Regions from separate parts of the Arachis hypogaea genome. Here region 2 is linked to region 1. Evidence: chromatin contacts called from public Hi-C data. All regions are on one chromosome and are shown on one strand. Each heading gives the region's core, a stretch centred on a gene start, on an enhancer-like site or on the middle of the called end of the contact. The rest is flanking DNA. Distances are from core to core; before and after follow the strand shown. Region 1 holds the start of LOC112743485. Region 2 holds the start of LOC112743490 (L-type lectin-domain containing receptor kinase VIII.2).

Region 1 (6,553 bases), core at 693-3,192:
TGGGATGAAGTTATTCTTCTAGTAGGTGTCTTTGGTGGTTGTGAATTATTAGTAGGAGGGAGTGAAGATTGGTCGAATAAGCATTTAGCAATATTGGATCCTTGAGCCTGTGATCCACTCGGCACACAGTTCTCTGGTGAAGAACGAATTGAAGAAGTTGGTGGACCTACTACTTGAGAATCAATGGTATTATCAGGCTGCGGTAGCACATTTGGACCTGAAAATGGCAATAAAGCAAATAAATGTCATGTTTTCGCAAGATTGGCATATATTTTAGACCCTTTTGGAGATAGCTAATTAGCTATACCTTGGACAGAAACTTTCTTGTTGGTTGACCTACCACGAGACTTTTTCACAGCTAAAGGTGCATCTGTTTTAGTATCCTTTCTCTTTCTGTCGGATACATTCATCGCAGATGTTGAGAAGTTTCCACCCTCTGAATTTGTATTGCTAGACGGAGGCAGTGAGTGTATATGCGATTTGATTTGCACAGAAGAAGGTACACCTAAGTAAACAACATGAAGATCGTCATCATGTAAGGTCAGTAAACAATTGAATTGAAAGAAGCTAACATCCGCAGATTAAAACAATTTTCAGTGAAAAACAAAATAAAGTTACATTCTATAATCCACTTTTCAGATATCTGTTGCACTGAAGCAACTGCAAATTAGCATGATTTTCTTATCACAGCATAACCAAGATAAGCTTATATCCACAGTCAAGTCTCCACTCCATTATTCTTCAGAACCAAAATTTGGAAGGAAAAAATAAAACAAAATGGCATGTAATGTACCGTTTACAAACATATCGGTTGCCTTTATTTTCTCTTATTTAGTACATTACATGCCATAATTCACATTAATTAAAACATGATCTTCCATGGAATACCAAATTTGAGCATTGGTTAATCACAAAAAGTACATTTTCAATAGAAGAAATAGCTGCCACACAAAACCTGCATACATATGAAGTATGAACTACTAACAAAATTCAAGTTAGATGGGAACAAAGGAAGCAACCTGGCTGAGGTTTGTTAATATAAGCTGGTTGAGAAGGAGCAAGAGCAACTGCAGATTTCGCCGGAAGAGCTGAGAGGTTTCCACTGGCATTGAAAGCGTTCATGACATTCTGCATACCGTGCAACAGCATCTGAACCCGATTTTTCTCTTGCTCCATAAGAACCCTTTCCTGCTCCAACATCACCTTCTGCTCCTTCAAGCTTATGTACTCATCCAGCATCTCCCCTAAAGTCAACAGAGTCTTCGGTGCCTGAAATAAAAAAAAAAAATCAAGTTTACTATTAACATGAACAAGGGTTTTGTACTTCATGATAAAAATAAACAATATACCAATTTTGAGTGACATATTCTATACATGTCATAAAGAACCGAACTTATGATCCAAAATGAAGACCCAGGTGCACATATCCGCTAAGAAATTGGGGGTAAAATAAAATAAGGCTTTGAACATGTGTGATAGAATTCCAACTATGTGACCAAACAAAACTAAACCCTAAATGCTCAAATCCGCACTAAATGAAAGAAAAACAAAAGGGATCTGCAAATAAAAAGCACAAATGAACAAATCAGCATAGCAATTTAGGGGAAAAAACCAAAAGGTGTTGTATATAAATATATACCTCATTAATGGGTGAATTGGCGATGAGAGAGGAAGCTTCAGTTCGGAAGATGGAACGCGTGGACGAGAAGTTGTTGTCGCAAAGGTACCTATCGACGATGAACGCGATCTGCGTTGGTGTGACCTTCCCTTTCCCCAGTGTCTCTACCTTTCTGCCTTTGGTGGATGGCTTTCCCGCCATCGTTTTCTTTCTTCTCTTCAAGGCTCACAGAAGTGAAATGAAGAGGAAGATGAAAATGAAAGTCTCACTCAGATCAGAGAGATGGAGAGAGAAAGAAAGAAAGCTATAAATTAAGCATTGAGAGTGTGTTGAAAAAAGGAGCGAAAGTGTATAACAAAGGACGCGGGAGACTGTTTTTGAACACAATATAATTCTTTTTGGTGAAATAGTGTTTTGTTGGGTTTGTTTTGGCGGTAAACGGCAAAATAAAATATGTGCGAGTCAGTGGAAACTCGATCTTTCCTTTTATTTTTTTTTAATGATCACCAAACTTAACCGATTTGTTCTATGGTCATAAGACTCACGAGTCATGACTATTGAGTATGGACTTATGAAGAGCCCAACAGGGAACTATTCTTGTTTCCTATTTCCATTTCATTTGGAAAAACAAGGGTAGAGCCCAAATAAAAAAAACAACTAAACGATATTACAGGGAAAAGAAACCCTATCATCCTCCCTTAACAGTCAACAACAATCTAATATTAGAAAACCAACTTGGGTTAGTCGAGTGGTTAATTTACTCGTCCGCTTAAATAAGTGTGGGGGATTTGAATCCCGTCTTCTGCATGCAGTAACCCATTAGCCAGCAGTAAACCGTTACATGGAGCTCAGATTAACGATTGATTATCTTTTGCCTGTCGGGCTGAAAGATATCGTGAATAACAAAAAAAAAAAAAAACAAAACAAAATCTAATATCAGAAGAAACAGAAAATAAAATCTTAGAATTTTAAATCGGATGTTTTGGTCTCATCAATTTTTATTTTCTATAAGCCTTCAAGAATTACTCTGGTCAGATAAATTAATCTTTTTGTCATCTTAAAGGAAGACTAATTTATCTTACAGTGATATATCTAAAGAGTGCTTCGCTTGATTTTTGGTAATCTCGACAGGGTATCGAATCAAGTTTGTACTAAGATCTCAATTTGGGGAGCAAATACGACTCCTCTTAAAAGAGGGAACTCTACCTGAGATTTACTAAGTGTATGTGTCGAATGATTACTTGTGTATGAAATATTGAATATAAATTGGATCAAATAATGTAAATAACAACAATAAATGGAAATACAAAATAAATGAAGCTTTAATTAGATAAGAAAGTAAATTTGGCATTAAAAGAAAGCGAAATACTTGAAGAAAAGAAAAGTAAACTACTTAAAGAAAAGAAAATGAATTGAAAACTGATTCCAGACACTCACACGCACTTACACTCTATGGTTCTCCTTCACGTCAGTGTGACTTGAAATTTGCAAAGCTTTAGTGTAATTATGAAGTGTTTCAAATTGAAATCCCTGATTTCTTCTGAGCTTCTCCTGTTTATAGACCACTATATTGGTTTGCTAATGCCCACGATCTAGTCTCTTCTTTTCTCTCTTCCATGATCTAGCTTCAGTTTATTCTTACCCATAATCTCATCTTGACCTCCACGGACCTTAATTTCCAAGTAATAGCCCCACGTCTTCTTATTTACCATGTGACATTTAATTAACCTACGTATCCTCAACATATTTTTACCTAAGCCTTTTTTGACTCAACGAATATCCTGCGTGCTGTAGTCAATATTTCGCTTCACTATGGTCAAAGTAATTATGTCAAAAATGTTTTGTATTAATAAATTGCCCCTTAAAAATTGTCTTTTCAAAAGTGAAATGATAAGTTTTACTCAATCACATGCTAATCATGTGCCAGATTTAAAATTCATAACTTGAAAAGATAGTTATGTAGTTTCTGAAGTGTTACACACGTTTTTCTAAGAATACGCAACGTTCTCTATGGACTTTAATGGGCCTTTCATCATTTTTTATATTTCAAATCATCTTAAGGATATTATTACTTCATTGTTTTCATCCTTCATCATTTTCATCACTTGAAACAAAAATCCCTTTTGTTCATTATTCTCTCTACCATTTTCATATGGAATCTCAATAAACGCCTCACCTTCTGTTACTGTTGCATCTTCTACTTCCGCAACCATTGCAACCATTGCCACGATTACTTCCTCAATTGCTTTTGAAACCACGGCTTCTATATCTTCTTCCCTTCCGGCCGTTGTTGTTACTATAGCAGTCTCTGCACCTCGTGCGGTGACTATTGCTCAACAGCTTCCTCAACAATGCGAGGAAGACGATGATGTTCAAATTATTCCTCCTCCCTCTTTGATAGCTGACATGGCACAATTTTATAACGACAATGGAAGCTTGAAAGCCCCCAATTCAAATGTTGAAACCATAGATCTTTGGAGGAGCCAAGTATTCATTCATTTCAAGGTTACTAGCCTCTTGTACTCAAGAACAAATTGAACCCATTTCTTCTTTCTTTCCAACTCCACCTGAGCATCTTCCTTTAATTTTCTATAAAAACATTTAGTCTTCTTATTTTTCTAGTCGAGTTTTCTGAATTGCCCCTCCTAAGGAGTCTAGTTCCTTTCTTTCGACTTGATGTCGAGATTATCTCCTTCCTATAAGTCTATTTGGAAGTCGATAGGGATTACTTTGCTACTTATGATTTGTCATATACTACACTCCTTCTAGGAGCTAGTTTGTACTTTTGGTGTCCTGCCACCAACAACTTCATTTTTCATATGGGATGATGGGTTTCACTCTAATGAAAGTGTCTGCCTTGATTGACATTCCTCTTGATGGGAATGTGTATCATGGTCTACTAAATACCCTGATGATGTTTGAAAATGACCCTATCATCGACAGCGAGGATTTTTTACTTCTATGGCTCAATGCTTTTGTTTTTTGTTCGAAATCTATTCAGATTCAGAAGAACAACTACCTATCTTTGGCTATCATGCTTCACCATAAGAAATATATTGACTTTCCTTCCTTAATCTTAGGTCAACTGTATGAAATTTTGTCTTTAGTAGTCAGTGAGATTCGTCGAGGTGAAGCTTAGATTAACCCATTTGGTCCACTTTGGGTTGTAAATTTATGGTTAAAGGCTATACTTGAACCTCGATTCACAGCTTCCTCTTTTGATATTTCAAAAACTCCATTTGATGCTATTTGACTCTCTCTTTTGTCTTGGTCAAAATAAAAAATATGTTTGTCATTGATGCCTTTTGTCATTTTATTGCCCTACTTCTCGATATCAAGGTTGATGATAACACTTCTTACTATCCCAATCCTTTCACCTATCGCTGTAGTTCGGTCAAGTATCTTCATTCTTTTACCAAATCCAAACCAGAAAACCAATTTATTGTTGATGATTTGTGGTCTCGAACATTAACTCCTCAAATCCTCCTAGTAGGACTTCCACATGAATCGACAATGGCCTTGAAAAAGAAATTAGTTACTTACTCTTCTCAATATGTGTCACGCTAATTTGGACTGGCACAAGAACCACCTTTTCAACTATACCTTGACCCCGAAGCACAAATGATTCATTATGAAGTGTCGAGATTAAAGGAATTCAACCAAATTCTTGACATGAACCATCGAAGAATGAGTGGACAATATCAACGGCTTGACCTTACTCGCTGCTTTCTATCAACGTCTTCTTTCCATAAGTGGTGGTTGGCTTCTTATGCATCTCATTGCACTTCGACTGACCAAGCTCTTTCTAACTTACTCCTTCCTGCTGCGCAGACTACTACAGCATCAAAGAAGACTAAAGGTGAGCATGTCGAAAAAATTATTAAATTCGAGAAGTATTACAAGGTTAAATGGCATTTTAGGAAGGTAAGGTATGTTTTCAACGAGGCCTTAGAGGTATCGGAAAAGAATAAGGAAACACACTTATATAAATATCTCGAGCGTTATTTACAAGCTTTTACTCGAGATCCTTTAGCACAAAAGAAATCTTTTACACGTCATTTCAAGTTTCTTTCTTTTCCTAATGCCTTTCTTGGCTTCGCAGATCGATTGCCTGACCCTTCTAAAGGAGCCTTAGGAGTGAATTACTGGCTTTAAAAAAATGACCCGAGAACACAGGGGTAAATACGACTAGTGCATTCATTATCGAGGAACCAGTGATAAAATTCATTGTCGAACAAGGATTGCTGGATATCCTTTAGGTATCTTATGTTTTCTTAGGTCTTAACAATTTTTCTCTTTTACTTATCTTATATTCCCTGTGCGTTTTTCAGCCGCTCGACTGACCCAAATTACCGAGGTTGAATATGACCCCCAACCAGTCGAAGTGAACTAGGATTTAGATGAGGAGGCTTCTCTCAAAAAAGCAAAGTCGAAGCGTGGTGGTGGTCGAGGATGGGGAAAATCAAGTGATGCTACCCTTTCTTCTATAAAGCGCGGTCCGTTCGACATTCTCATGGGCTCTTCTCCCAAAAAAGTCCAAAAGACGAAACCTGTTGGTTCTTCTAAGGTATACATTTACACAATCTAATTTATTACCACTCAATCTTTTTATGTATGCTCATTAGTTTTCTATTATTTATCTTTAGTCCAAACAATCCAAGAGAGGACCGAAAGTTAGAGTCGAAGTAGATAGTGAGTCTGACCGAGAAGTCAACCAACCAATCAATGTCGAAGGTCGAAGTCACTCAACCTGTACCTGCTGCCACTTCTCATATGGTTATTCCACCTATCCCTATTCTGACTCCTATTCAGAATGAACCTTCGACCGTTGTCTCTCAAGCTACAACTAACTCCCCAATGGTAAAACATTTACAACCTTTGTCATTTCTTGTTGTAATACTACATACATATTTTAAAACTTACCACTTTTCTCTT
Region 2 (5,921 bases), core at 2,362-4,861, 390 kb after region 1:
ACATATATCATGTGAAACTATTTAAAACCACTAGTCTGAAAACATCATCATTTCACCCAAAGCACCATTCCCATGTGTTTAGTCTCAAAAAACTGAAAAACCATCAAACGTAATATTTGATTAATTAAACATTAGCGCATACTACAAACAGAATAAGGAGAACAAAAACGTTGAATATCGCAAATTTATTGTACAAGAACTATAAGACGTTATGTGTCCTTGGTCCTTGCTATACATTTTTTTTTTTTTTCCCTTAAGTAGGAAACTATTATTTCTGCCCCTAATAAAAGATTCGTTTCCAAGATATCAAGGAGGTGGTTGTTTTTAAAAATGAACTCAATTTGACAAAATGTGTCATTTCTATAAGTTGTCAATTCGTGATTATCATAATTTTTTTTTCTTTTTGGGATAACATTTAGATGGTTATTTAGAAATGTTAATTAATACTCAAATTTGTTCTTCAAGATATAACTAATTCGTTCTTAAATTTGATTCTAAAAAAAATTATAAATTATATTAATCTTTGAAATATAATTGTAAGTCAAAATACTTGTTTTGTCAGTTAGACTATCACATGTCACATGATGACTCAGTAGAACTAAATAAAAAAAATAAAAAACTACTAATAAAATGTACAACTTAATATAAAGTTTCATTACTTGTTGAGCCACAATTTTTCTATGATAATCGAACATTGTATAAAAGTGCTTTAACTAGAACACTTGATATCTAACACTTTGAATAACATCAAATGAAAAAAAAAATTGATATTCCACTTTTCTGATGTGCTTAATTCATAAGCTCATGTTCACTAGAATAAAATTTATAAGTTCGCTCAAAGATTGCAACTACTAAATATGCATTATAAGAGGATCATTGCATTCAAAAAATACACAATTACAGTTGTATCTGATAGTTGCATTCGAATAAACAACAGATGTTTGCTAGCAATTTGAGTGTGTGAGAAACGAAATATGATCACATTATAGTGTTTGGAGATCTGATATTTATAAGGAAGTCTTTTTTTTCCATTACTAATACTTAAGGTTGTGAAAGGTTTAATTACGTAGTTTTGTGAAATTTTTAATTAGGTCTTTATATATTTTTTTTAATTGAGTTGTTACACTAAATTTTTTTTTAATTAGGTCTTTTTTGCAGTAATTGACTTAATTTTATAGGGACCTAACTAAAAATAAAAAAAAAATTAGTATAGAGACCCAAATAAAAAAAAAAGTGTATGACCAAATTAAAAAAAAATTAGTACAAAAACTTAATTAAAAAAAAAGTACAGAAACCTAATTAAAAATTTTGCAAAACTATAAAAATCATCGGAATAATTAAACCGTTGTGAAATAATGGTAGACTACACGTATTTCGCTACCTTAATTACGAAGTAGGATATACTCAATTTCTAATGTATTTTGCTGGTTACATGTATTTTGCTGACTTGTTAGCGAAATATTATCGATTTTGAATTGAGCCTATTTTGCAATTTTTACTACAAAATTGGAGTAATTTGTTTTAGTGCATTTTGCATACTAGCCCAAATACCCTCACAATATAATACATAAAACTGAAAATGTTTCTCACTTTATCCAAGTTAATAAATAATTTTTTATTTAAATAAAAAAAGCTTCAACCAAATTGGTGTAAGAATTTAGACAAAGAAATAAATAAAAAAACTGTAATAATTATATTACTCCAACTAAATTGAGGCTTTAGCTTAACATAAATAAACGATCGATTTAGTAAAATTTTTTTTTTGGAAGTAATCCATCGGAGCTAGTTTTTGAAATATAATTTTTTTTATAAGTTTTAATATTTATGTTTCGTAAATCAAACAAAAATGACTTGCAATAAATATGTAAACAACAATTATGTTTGATAAAATAATTTTTAAATTATAAATAAAAAAAACCATAATTGATATAAACATAAGGATAAATTTAAATATTTATTACATTATACATGAGATTATATTAAATTTTTTTACTTTAATAAATACAAACTAACTTTAAAAAAGATATTTTTAAATATTTCAAAAGTACTTCTAAATTTTAAAAATTTTAAATAAAAGTACATTTTTTTAATTTATCAAATATAAAATAAATTGATTATATTTTTAAAAACTACGCCTACTTCTCCAAAAAGTTTAACCAAATCAATTCTAACTTCAGGTCTCATTAAAAAGAAGGAAAAATTATATGTTACAATAAAATATTTTTAATGATAGAGCATGTTTAATTATTTTTTACAAAAATTTATGTGCATAACTGACTTTCACTAACAATATTGGATATGCATTTTAAATTTGTTACATGCAATTATAATGCACTAGTGATTTAATAATAATAATAATAATAATAATAATAATAATAATAATAATAATAATAATAATAATAATAAGATTAATCAAAATGACAATTTGTCAAGTTCTAACTAAAATATTTTATTTTCATGTTTTTCCAATATAATTTTTATAAATTATATATAATATTTTAGGAAAAATTTATGCACTAAACTTTTTCTTATATTAGAAATAGAAATAGATATCTCTATGTAGCATTTTGTTAGTTATTTATTCTTGATTCTATACAATATATAATTTCTTAACATTATAAGTAAAAGTAACTGCTTATGAATAATTGTAGGGTGTACAACAATTTCCCAAAAATAGTGAACATTGACAAGGAAAGGGTGGAAAAGGCCACAAATTGCAAAGAAGAAAACAAAAGATATATGATAATAATAAAATAAAAATCTTTATTGTTCTTGCTGAGGTTGACCGGTGTATAGCTCGTCCGTCGATGAATGTCTTCAAGCTTCTCGTCGGGATGAGTTATACGTCGGCAAGGAGAGAACAAGAGGGTGGGTACCTGCCTGCAAAAAACACTCCGACGCTCAAGTCAATAAGTGTTTAAGAGGTATAAGAATAATTCTATGAATATAGAATGTAAGACATGAAATGAAAGTTATCATGTGTTATGTTGTGTTTATAATAATTCTATGAATATAGAATGTATTATTGAGATTAGATATAGAAGGTTCTTTTTATAGGTATAAAATTGATGAATAGAATTGATGTTATGACCGTTTGGTCATTAAGATAGAAATGATGGTCATTAAGTCGGTAATGAAGGTGTCAGTTACAAACAAAAGAATGAATGATAGTTAACGCCGAGTTATAACTCATAATGCATAATAAAGACCGAGTTATAAGGTGACGGATCATTTATTATATTCCATTGTTCGGCAACCACAGAGGGAAAGTGTGGTGAAGCACGAAGTTGCAGAAAAAAGCAGTTAAAAACTTTTTTTTTTATGAAAAATATTACTTATACTCTAAATTTTTAGTCTTTAGTATTTAAATAATATTATTTAATTAATTTAAATATTTATTCTTAAAAAAAATTATTTATTTTTTTATAAAAAATTTACTTATTTTTTAGAGTTTTTTTTTTAAATTAAATAATAGATAATTTTTAAAAAATATCTAATTACATTGGTTTTTTTTGTTGTTCATAATATCTCCGAACTCAATAGGTGAAAGACTATTTTTTGGCAGATAGAAATTCCATTTATAAGATACTGCATAAAGCGAAAATCGAAGCAGTCAAGTAAGTTGCCCACTCGACGATCCCACTTAACCCAAATTGATTTACTATTTCTGTTAAAAACCTTTTATTTAATTTTCACAAACCTCCAAACCCAACAACTTGAACTTCTCCCAATAATATTCTTTACTTTCTCGGCTACTTTCTCTTCTCTTCTTCACTCCACAAACCCTAGAAACAGAAAAGGAAAAGAAAAATTCACCTTTTTTTATGCAAATGGGATTAACTCACCAACACTAGAGAGCCACACACTTCAAGATTCAGCTCAAGCCCATTTCAATTATGGCCTCATTTTCCACTTCTCACTACATCGTTGCCTTCACATTCCTCAACTTGTTCCTCAAAATCCAAGCTTTGAACCCAGTTCCATCTTTTTCGTTCTCAGACTTCGGAAAAGATCCAATTTTCAAGCAAAGTGTAGCACTTTATGGTAATGCAAGGGTTGTCAATGGCGAGTCTGAGGTTATGCTCTCTGGGTCTGGTAAAGTGATGAGAAAGAACCCCATCAAGCTTGTTGATGCTGCATCAAAGGGTTTGGTCTCATTTTCAACCTACTTTGCTTTTTCAATTTCCTTCAATGAAGGTGGGGATGGCTTGGCTTTTGTTATGGTTCCAAGTGGTTCTGAAGGTGAGTTTTTTGGTAATAACTCATCAGGGTTCTCTCTTGGATTGAAAGGAAAAAGCGGATTCGATGTTGTTGGTATTGAGTTTAGTATTGCAAATAGGGGTTCTGCTAGTTTTAATGTGGCCATTAAGGTTGGTGATTCAGTTCCTGCTAAAAAAAGCAATGTTTCTTCTGTTGTAAGAAGTGGTGAAAAAATGCATGCTTGGATTGATTATGTTGCAAGTTCTAGGAGATTAGAAGTTAGATTGAATCAGTTTGGTCATTCAAGGCCATATGATCCAATTCTATGGCATTCAATTGATTTCCCAAGTGTTTGGGAGTCCAAAGAAATGTTTGTGGGATTTAGTCCAGTGAAAAAGGATGATAATATTAATAGCTCTCAAGCATGCTTTCTCTATTCGTGGAGCTTTGTTTTGAGGATTTTCCCGCATTGGATGCACTCTGAGCCCATCGATCCGAAGGTCCTTGCTACCAAGGAAACTGAGGCTCCGGTGGTGAAACCAAAGAGTGACTGCCTTTTGAGGATTCTTGCTGCTATGATATTCGGTGCCGGATGTGGAGCTTTGACAGCATTTGTTGTGCTTTATGTGTGGACCATCTTCGGCAATAGACGTCCGGTAATGCCGGAGGAGTTTGTTATGCAGCCAATGGATTTCGAGTACAAGAAAGTCGACGTTGTTGTAGATAAACCCATCAAAGGTGCTAAGGAGTAGATCTGCAGGAGGGAGCTAATTGCGCCATTCACAGTTGTGTTGTAAATCAATGTTGCTTGTATTCAGGTTTTGTTTTGTTGTAATCTTCTGGGAAAGAACTGGTTAGTTTACTTTTTCCTACGTTATTGTCTTTTGTTAAGATAATTGAGATCCAGATCCAACTCTGCATCCAATATTACATAGCTTACCCCTTTTTTGTTTATCAATATATTGTGTAATGTTGCTGATAGAGATTTATATATATGGTTATCACTAATAACCACAATCAATCTACTTATTCAATGTTGATTGGCCCATAGTACATTAGTACCAATGTGGATTTATATTTATTTGCTTAGGGATGCAAATATAAGAAAATTATGATACATGGATGAGTTGCTTCTACACAACACTATCTCCTTTGATTTGTTGAATCCTTTATGTTGATGTTATGTTGTTTTCCATTTACTGACACAGTAAATTAACTCAAGCATTGGTTGCCATAAAAAGGTGCAACAGTGAATGGAGTATTGATGTTAAGCATGGTCTGATCTGAAATTGTATTTTTTATCTTAAGATATTCATATTTAGATAGTCTTGTCTGTAACTTGATTTCTGGTTTCTGAAATAACATAGCCTTTCTGTACTCTTTCCTTCACCAATCTTAGTAATGCAACTATCTTTTGAGAGTACCAGAATTTCGATTTGTTTGTGCACTTCATAGTGCCTGTTGCTAACATCTAGCACACTTGAAATTAAGTTTTTTTTGGTTCATGAGACGCATGAAACATCAAACATTTTAGTTGCTGGTCTTTTTGTTTTAGTAAATTCCTTTAAAGCATCCTGCAAACCATTTACTTTGGATAGTTGCTTGCGGAAGAGAATTTGAATCTGCTTGACTGCTTGTGATAAACCTTTTTTGGATGTAAGTTTTATATATTCAAAATTCTAAGTCAGTAAACTTGTTTCCCTCAAGGTGGGGGTTAGGTA

Evidence for each region. A called contact is a pair of places that touch in the nucleus more often than the background predicts.
Region 2: a Hi-C map of leaf shows a contact between it and region 1, with 3 times the contacts expected there. The contact joins the promoter of LOC112743490 here to the promoter of LOC112743485 in region 1. A contact is called at or near these places in 2 of 8 Hi-C or Micro-C datasets (both in leaf).

Annotation. Positions count from the first base shown.
Region 1 is chr14:90,650,951-90,657,503 of arahy.Tifrunner.gnm2.J5K5, forward strand. LOC112743485 reads right to left here and starts at 1,943. Exons shown (of 7, transcript XM_025792697.3): 1 at 1,640-1,943; 2 at 1,020-1,269; 3 at 308-505; 4 at 1-217. The coding sequence starts at 1,819.
Region 2 is chr14:91,043,013-91,048,933 of arahy.Tifrunner.gnm2.J5K5, forward strand. It overlaps LOC112743490 (L-type lectin-domain containing receptor kinase VIII.2), which reads left to right and starts at 3,612. Exons shown (of 1, transcript XM_025792706.3): 1 at 3,612-5,234. The coding sequence starts at 3,897. The coding sequence ends at 4,952.